Linked DNA regions of Mus musculus: all the other regions are linked to region 2. A link is a contact called in public ChIA-PET and HiChIP or PLAC-seq data. All regions are on one chromosome and are shown on one strand. The core of a region is the stretch at or near the end of the contact, and the rest is flanking DNA. Distances in the headings are between cores, read along the strand shown.

Evidence for each region. ChIA-PET counts read pairs in DNA pulled down with a chosen protein or histone mark. HiChIP or PLAC-seq counts read pairs in DNA pulled down with a chosen protein or histone mark.
Region 1: a contact with region 2 is called in an RNA polymerase II ChIA-PET map of memory CD8 T cells, with 1,274 read pairs. The contact joins the enhancer-like site here to the promoter of Srebf1 in region 2. A contact is called at or near these places in 12 of 39 promoter capture datasets (the 3T3-L1 cell line, the C10 cell line, the HPC-7 cell line and 8 more), 1 of 15 datasets of contacts at CTCF or cohesin (embryonic stem cells), 15 of 484 Hi-C or Micro-C datasets (CD4 T cells, the HL-1 cell line, the HPC-7 cell line and 10 more), 22 of 115 datasets of contacts at active chromatin or transcription factors (the 230-238 cell line, CD8 T cells, the HPC-7 cell line and 17 more) and 4 of 9 other capture datasets (adipose tissue, embryonic stem cells, liver and 1 more).
Region 3: a contact with region 2 is called in an H3K27ac HiChIP or PLAC-seq map of regulatory T cell precursor, with 2.6 times the contacts expected there. The contact joins the enhancer-like site here to the promoter of Srebf1 in region 2. A contact is called at or near these places in 1 of 39 promoter capture datasets (cranial neural crest), 1 of 15 datasets of contacts at CTCF or cohesin (the NIH/3T3 cell line), 4 of 484 Hi-C or Micro-C datasets (CD4 T cells, forebrain, natural killer cells and 1 more), 11 of 115 datasets of contacts at active chromatin or transcription factors (the HPC-7 cell line, the SCID.adh cell line, bone marrow-derived macrophages and 8 more) and 3 of 9 other capture datasets (adipose tissue, liver and pancreatic islet).

Annotation. Positions count from the first base shown.
Region 1 is chr11:60,300,740-60,303,439 of GRCm38.p6, forward strand. The region is part of intron 1 of Tom1l2 (target of myb1-like 2 (chicken)); the gene reads right to left. Among named protein-coding and RNA genes, the nearest start is that of Gm38501, 43 kb to the left of the region's middle. Within about 2 kb of position 1,297, at least 130 of the 459 cell types and tissues checked have an H3K27ac peak or open chromatin away from gene starts, as enhancers often do. A contact at or near this core is called in CD8 T cells, the HL-1 cell line, the HPC-7 cell line and 22 more, where this site is marked.
Region 2 is chr11:60,219,323-60,222,022 of GRCm38.p6, forward strand. It overlaps Srebf1 (sterol regulatory element binding transcription factor 1), which reads right to left and starts at 1,305. Exons shown (of 19, transcript NM_011480.4): 1 at 1,131-1,305. The coding sequence starts at 1,221.
Region 3 is chr11:60,329,413-60,332,112 of GRCm38.p6, forward strand. The region is part of intron 1 of Tom1l2 (target of myb1-like 2 (chicken)); the gene reads right to left. Among named protein-coding and RNA genes, the nearest start is that of Tom1l2, 22 kb to the right of the region's middle. Within about 2 kb of position 1,344, at least 15 of the 459 cell types and tissues checked have an H3K27ac peak or open chromatin away from gene starts, as enhancers often do. A contact at or near this core is called in double positive thymocytes, regulatory T cells, regulatory T cell precursor and 1 more, where this site is marked.

The sequences.
Region 1 (2,700 bases), core at 47-2,546, 81 kb after region 2:
CCCCACACACTGACAGTTCACGTATGTGAGAAGGGTGATACAGCCGAGTTTCCCATGGAAGTGAAGAACGGTACCAGTCCTCCTCCTCCCCCTCCCTTCCACTCCTTTGGAGGCCAGGCCCTGTAGGCAGGCAGATCCTTTCTTGATAAAAACATTCCCAATCACTAACTGACAGGTCAAGCAAAACTTCTCTGGAGAATACACTGGAACAAAAAGCAATTTGGCTTCATGAAAGTGACCAAAGCAGCACTGGGAAACCGTCAGCTTTCATTTGGATGACCAGGTATTCCCACTTAGGAATCAATTACAATAGACTGGAGCTACAGCTTAGTGGAGATGAGGACCCTGCTTCCATTTTTAATACCATAGAAAATGAAGAGTCACGACTAATTTATTTTTGGTGTGGTAATAACCATGGACTGATTATTATTGAGGCTCAATGAGTAATACGTGGGGATCGTTATAATCATCATTTCCCTTTTTTGTGTGTTTGGAACTTTCCATAAGAAAAAGAAAAAAGCCAAGGAGAAAGCATAAGGCCATTCATAACTTTAGCCTGGCCATAGATGCCTGAGGAAGGAAGGAAGGAAGCGGGGAGAAGAAGCGCCAACTGCAAGCATGCATCATTGAGAAAAACTGCTCTTCCCAACAAATGAGAGGACAGCTATGCAATGAGGGTACATCAACAAGGCAAGAATGCTATGTAGCTTTTAAAAATGATAAATACTTTGGCCTAGTTGCTAAGTGGAAATGAGCAGTGGAATGCTAAGCAGAAAGGCAGCAGCACAAAATATTATGTGCATACTAATAACAAGGTAAAAATGCATGCCTCCATAATGGGAAGGCTCACAGGAGACTGCAGAAGCCACATCCTCCCTTTAACACACAGCTTCGGTGGCCTCCTATTAGTGAGGGAGGCCACCCCCACAAGTGCACTTGCAGAATTAATTGTGCCCCTCTGGGATCCCTATGATGGGCTCGCTTACTCTCTATGGCTTAAATAATGTCTTTCCACAGACTTGCCTTCCCTGATAGACAGCGAGTTCTACCTGCACACAGCAGGTAGTCAGTGATGTCTGACCAAAAGAGTAGAACATAAATAGCTACTGTCTGAAATGTCTCAGGGAATTCTTCCTTCAGAGCTACTCACACCCACAGGAACCATTCAGGAAAAGCATTCCTTGGTGGTAATCAGAGAACAATGCCTCCAGTTCTGATTCACAAAGTGCTGCCTGCACTGTGGGCAACACAAAGCCAGGCAGACTTCCTGTCCAGACCCGCAAGCAAATGAGTCTCACTGCTGTGGCTCCTGATACTTAACTCCCCAGGTACAGCTGGGGAACAGGCCTCCCCTCAGCCCGACACTGTGGTGAGAAGTAAGGGCAGGAGGGCAGCCAGGACCATGGCCACTCCTAGCTCTGTGCAGGGAGGGTGTTAGATCACACTGGAGCTTCAGGGGCTCCTGAGGGCAACAGCAGGGACAGTCCAGGGCCTTCCGGTGGGGTATCACCTGTTCTTAGCTACCCAGATGCCGCCCCATCCCTCCTGCCTACAGGTGCTTTGAGTAACAGGCTTGAGGAGAGGGCTGATATTTTAGGATGCCAGAAAGAAATTCAGATAGCCACTGTTCAGAGCAGCAGTGTGGGGCAGGGGACCGTGCCACTAGACAGGAAATCTGGTAAGGTCAAGTGGATTCAGGAGCTCCAGCAATTTTCATAATTGAGAACGGTAGGCATTAAATCTACCCTCAACCAGGTTCCTGTTCTGAAACATGTGACCATGACACCCCACGGAGAGGACTGTTACAATCAGTCTCTTAGGGACAACACCTGCAGTCCTTCCCCATGCAGATAAGGCATCCCTGACATCTCAGACCAAGGCAATAGAAAGCATCTGCCTCTAGATCCCACCCCACCCCAACACGTTTATAAGGCCCTATCCTCAAGGAATAAGGTGCACAAGTTATTTCACCAAAGATTGTCTGAGTGCCTGTCTTACCGATCGAGCTGTAACACTCCAGGGAAGAGGGTTCTCTCTTGAATCTTTCATCTGGATCTTAACCTGACCCAACCAGCAGAGTGCTGGAGCCTACGGCAGCCACTTCCTCCTCCGTAGCTCCAACCTTTGCCCCTAGTTGCCTACTGCATCCTGACACGACACCTGACTGCCATCAACTTCACAGCAGCAGCTGTGGAAGAGGCCCTGCAGCCTGCCTTGCTCTGGCTTCCTCTCAGAGAGCTGCAACTCTTTGGCTGCTCTGGCCAGGGCCAGAGCTCCTTGGATCCCCATAGACAGTGCCCGGTATACAGACCAGCACTTTGTTTAACTCTTCTTAAATAAGATGTCTGAGAATCTGGTAGACTTTTCTAGAAAAGCTCTCACACACAATTCTACACACCTTCTCAACAGGTTCTTCACTCAAACCAAACCACGGTAGCTACTAACAGGAATGTTAAAAATAATATGGATGCTCACGAATAGCAAGACAGTGGCCAGGCCTAAGGTGAAGTTGTTACCTTGATGTGCAGCAGCTCTCTAGGAAAAGCTTAGTTCTGTGCATTTGTGAAGACCCCCAGCACAGAGAGCTGCCCTGACTCCATGCCTGTATTCAGGGAAGGCAGGAGAGTGGGTCTCACTTGGATGCTCTGATCTGAGCCCATGCTGTTCTTCTCAAGGCCCTAGAAGACAAGGCTGTTATAT
Region 2 (2,700 bases), core at 55-2,554:
TGTTCTCCGCCCCCCCCCCCCCAGACAGGGTTTCTCTGTGTAGCCCTGGCTGGCCTCGAACTCAGAGGTCCACCTGCCTCTACCTCCTAAGTGCTAGGATTAAAGGCATGTGCCACCACTGCCCGGCAGGTGACTAGCAGTAACTCCAAGCTTTGATGGCACATTTAGGTCTCTGATGAGGACGTAGGCACAGCAGTCCAAGGCTGTGTTGGATATAAAAAACAGCTTAGGTGTCTATCAACAGAGCATCAGGGGGCACAATCTACTGTAATCCCACAGGCCCCATTGTAGTTGTAGACACACAGTCATGATTATCTGGGGTGGAGGAGGATGTGGAGCAGCCTTAAACGAGCAAGAGAAATATAATGTTTTGAAACTGCTAACAGCCACCAGAGATCGTTGAACAGTCCACCTAACATGGATACATATCTTATAGTAACAATGACTTGCTGGGGTTTTTTTCTTCTCCAGATCCGCCGCCACTCCTTCCCTCCGCCCAATTGGTAGTTGTTGTTGACATGGGAGATGAATCATACTGAGCGAGTTCAAGTGATGTTTTAAAGGATCTAAGTGGCCTGGGGTGTGGCTCAGCGCAGAAAGCCTGTTAATATGTTCTAGAATCCGAGTTACTGCCCCAGAATCACAAAATTTGAAAAATATTCTAGAGAGCACCTTCTCTCTTCTATCAGATTTCCAATTCCTCAAACTCAGGTCCCGCCTAAAGGGCCTTTGCCTCCCCCTCCGCCTAAAAAGTATCTTTCCTTTCCGGTGAGGGGGCTGCTCCTTAGCTCTAGTGCACTCAAAGAGACCTCCCTGACCTCAATCCAAAGTAGCCAGATGCTTGCAAGCCAAGGTAAATGCAAATATCGGTTCGTGGACTTTCTTGGGAATTTTGGTGAACTCAAGAAATGAGAAACCCCGGGTCGGCCTGTGAACTGTACACAGGACCAGGCTTGAAGTTGAGTGGATACTCAGCGTGTCCAGAAACCTAGCCCACTGCGGTCCGGAAAGCTCAACCCTAGATCTCAGGCGCCAGATCGCGCAGTGCGCACGCGCCAAAGTTCCCGGCCAAGCGCCCTCGCCGGACGTGCGACCCTGCACAGGCCGCGCCGGAGCCCCGGGACACGCACCTTCGATGTCGTTCAAAACCGCTGTGTCCAGTTCGCACATCTCGGCCAGTGTCTGTTCCAGAGCCGCCTCACCGAAGGCCAGCTCGTCCATGGCGCCGGCGCCCACCCGGCTTCGGACTAGGCCCACGTTAAGGAAAAGTTCCCCGGAAACTGGGTTCCGCGGGCGGAGCCACCTGAGCGGAGGGGCGGGGTTTCCCATCAAGCCCCGCCCACCAGCCTGCATCCTGACAGCTCGCCTAGCGGGTTGAGACTGCCTGCCCGAGCCTGGTTTCTAGCAATCTCCTGCGGGTGCACAGGCACTGGGCCTTGGCTTCTTCTGTATCAGGCCAAGGGAGGGACCGAATGGAAGCCACAGGACTAGACCCAGCCCAGACATCGTTAGATTAAAGGGCCAGGGATGGGGGGCCCAGCATGAGGGTGGGAGCAGAGAACAGAAAACTCACTTCCTAGTCTTGCTGTTTAGAACCAGACAGTCCTGGGTCCAAAATACAGCAGATACAGGCCTGCAGTGGGGCCCCTCCACTATGTGCCTCTGTTTTCCTCATCTGTAGCCAGGGTCCAATTATCTATGAGCCAGCTGAGAGGTTAGAGAAGCATGGCCCATAAGACCTGTCCACCCTCTCAGCTTAGAAGTCTAGAAGTGGGCCTCCAGAGGAGAAGAGTTCTCAGGCAGAACCTGCAGGAGGAGGGGGTGGCTGGAACTTCTGATCTTGTCTTAATCCTATCAGTCCTACCATTGGAGCAGAGAGGACCTGAAGGGCCAGTGGGCTCGTACTACTCCTATAGAATGACTTGTGTCTCCAAAAGGATCTAGAAAAAGTGTGAATCTCAAAGTCAAGAAGGGATTCTGTGAGCCAGGCATGGTGGCACACTCTGTTAATCCCAGCACTTGGGTGGCAGAAGCAGGTAGGTTTCTGAGTTCGAAGCCAGCATGATCTACAGAGTGAGTTTCAGGACAGCCTGGGCAATACAAAGAAACCTTGTCTCAAGATACCAAAAAGAAAGAAGAGAAGAGAAGAGAAGAGAGAAGAAAAAAGAAAAAAAAGAAAGAATTCTGTAACAGAGGTCCTGAGGACCTGAGCCCAGCTACTGGGTCATATGTGACCTGGGGCCAGGCCAGGTGCCTGAATAAAGACTGAAAAGTGAACCCTGGGCCCTGTGACTTAGGAACAGGTAAAGCAAGGGAGGGAGGAGAGGTTCTTCGGCGTGGATTGAATAGACCATTCTGGCCCACAGGTGATGCAAGTTGGGAGGCAACGGCAGAACCTACGAGTCAACCAGGGAGGGTCAGGGCCCCAGGCCGCCCAGAAGCTGCCTTGCTCAGACTGCAGATACCTCGGCTGCTTTCACCTCCCAACCAATAGAGTTAGTTGGGGCAAGGAGGGAGGGTGTGCCTGGGCTTCACCAGGACACATTTTTGTTCCTTTCTCAGAGGAGCTGCTAGAAAATTACACAGGAGTTGGCAGGGCTATAAAACGCACATGGAGCCCTTGCTTTGGGGTCACCCTGCCATGTCCCACCATCAGAAGACACCCGGTTTTCTGAAAACTCAAATAGCCTGTCCCAGCCA
Region 3 (2,700 bases), core at 94-2,593, 110 kb after region 2:
GTGTAAGCTGAATAAACCCTTTCCTCCCCAACTTGCTTCTTGGTCATGATGTTTGTGCAGGAATAGAAACCGTGACTAAGACACTCCAGAGTCTCACACAGAATCTAAATAAGAGAAATGTTAAAAGGAACAAAGGCATGTTACTTCAGGACCCAAAGCCACTGGCCAGGAGAAGGAGAATGTCTGTATGCCTGAATATCTAGTCTGTGGGTTGCCATGCATGTGGTGGATCAAAACATGCTGCCAAGACACACATGGGCTGTAAAAGGAAGCCTACATTGGCCCCCACTTATATAAAAGAAACTGCAAGGGAAACAACTGCTTGGTAAGAAGCTCCCAGGCATTACCTCCTGGAGTACAGTGAAGGTGGTAATGGGCTTACTCATGAAGAACAGAGGCTCCTATATTGCCTACTATCTTAAAAACAAGAATGGGTCTATGTCATATGACACTTGTGTGTTACACAAATTGAATGAAGGACAAAGTGCTTTGGGGTATCCAGCTGGCATAAAAGGAGAGACAGAGCCCCTGTGTAGAAAAATACCATGGGAAGGCCTCCCCAAGCCATCTAAGACATATCACATTCCTTCTTCTTGTCAACCCAACAGGAAGGTTGATATGCACACCTCCCCCCAAAGCAGCCTTACAGGCCCTATAACAGAGCTGATGCTTATACCCAACAGACTAATCCCTCTCCACTGCAGCCTCTGTCCTTTGCCTTGAAAGAGGTCTGAGCCGGGGATCATATCATAGCCAGTACCCAAGGCTGTCAAGATTTAAAGGAGACTCCTAGGAATATTCTCTTACACAAGAACCTCAATCGGTGATTTCAGTAAAAAAAAAAAAACAAAAAACAAAAAAACAAAAAACTGAAGGGCGTCCTTTTCTGCCTCCAAACTCATCCCTCTCTGGTCAACCCCTGCTTATCCTTCAAAACCAGGTCCAGGCAGCTCAGGAACGTTCTCTCCACACAGAGCCTCCCATCGGCTTCGTCTCCCTCCCATCACACCCTGAGACTCAGCATGGATACATGAAATATGTGCTTCTGCATATCTATCAGCGCAAACTCCTAAACTCAGCCCCAAGCGAGGTACTCAGGGCCCTGGGGCAAAAGCTTATTCCTCATTCTGTTCTCCAGGGTCGAACCTGCCTGGCTGGGTATCCAGAGCAGGGAGCTGCCCCACTAGGAGGGATGAGATCACTGAAAGTCAAGACTGAAGTCAAGACAATGCTACCACTGTAATGAAGTGCTGTAATTTCTGCTATGCCACATAGCCACAAGTAGTCTCATGGACTCTTGGTTCTGCCTTGACTCTAACCTACAGCACCAGCTGACTAGCGTCGACTTCAAGGAAAGTCTTTCTTGTCACCATACAGTACCATCACAGGAAATACAGAATGCTGCAAAACAAAGTATTTTACCCATGGTTTCTATGCTCTGCCCTCTTCTAGAAACACATCCTTTATTTTGGTTCTACGGTAGGCACTTCATAAAATACCTCTAAAGATATGTAAACAGCCTTCATACTCATTAACATGACTACTATCAACAAAATCAGAAAAACAGTGTCAGGGAAGGTATGGAGAAATATGACACCTGGTGCACTTTTGGTACAAATGGAAAATGGAATGGCTGCTTTGGAAAACAGTATAGGTGCCCCAAGAAACTCAAAGTTGGCTGGCAAGCTGGGTGTAGTGGCGCATGCCTTTAATCCTAGCACAGGGGAGCAGGAGCAGCCTGGTCTAAAGAGCTAGTTCCAGGCCAGCCAGGGTTATGTAGAGAGACCCTGTCTCAAATACAAAACAAAACAAAACAGACAAACAAATGGCAAAACAAATGACAAATTGGTTGGTTAGGGCTTACTGTATAAAATAGCTTGTGATGTTCAATATCTGAAAAGTTCATTCTACTTTAAATCCACAGATCTTAAGTGTAAGTAAGTGCCTGGTGGAACCTGCATGAGAACACAGTTAAGATGGAAGGGAGGAGAGTCTGCAGAACTTCTCAGAGGGAACTATGTCAGGGGCTACTGCAGGTGTGAAATTCTCAGTTCTCACCGGACACCTCACTCAAAGCCTGTGCTGAGGGTAGGAAAGAAACTGTTCTTCACCACACGACAGGGAAGGCCCATGCTCTTACATGCTGACTTGAAACCCAAGAGCATCAATGCTAAGATGTTCCGTTACCTTTTGTAATTAGCAATAGCATTAATATTTTTCATGATATTTGGTCTTAACCTCATGTACTTAAAAATGAGTTCCATTGAGTTCTTTCCTGCCCTTTTTTAGAGACTGTTGTCTCTTGTGTATGTGTTACCGTAAGATACAGAAATATTTACCATCTCATGATAATATGGGTACCTTCTCCCATGGTGGCTCACAACCACATGGTTGCTCACAACCATCTGTAATGGGATCTAATGCCCTCTTCTGGTGTGCATGAGAACAGAGCACTCACAGTACCCCTATTCACAAGGGTATTATTCAAAATAGTCAAAAGGCAGAATTAGCCTAAGTGTCCACTAGCAAACAAATGTATTACAGGACACAGTCTGGCCATAAGATGAAATATTATTCAGCATTTAAAAAGAAGAAAAGTGGGTTTAGTGGCACACAATTTTAGTTCCTGCACTCAGAAGCAGAGGCAGGAGGATCTTGTGAGTTTGAGGCCAGTCTGGTCTACAAAGAGGTCCAGGCTAG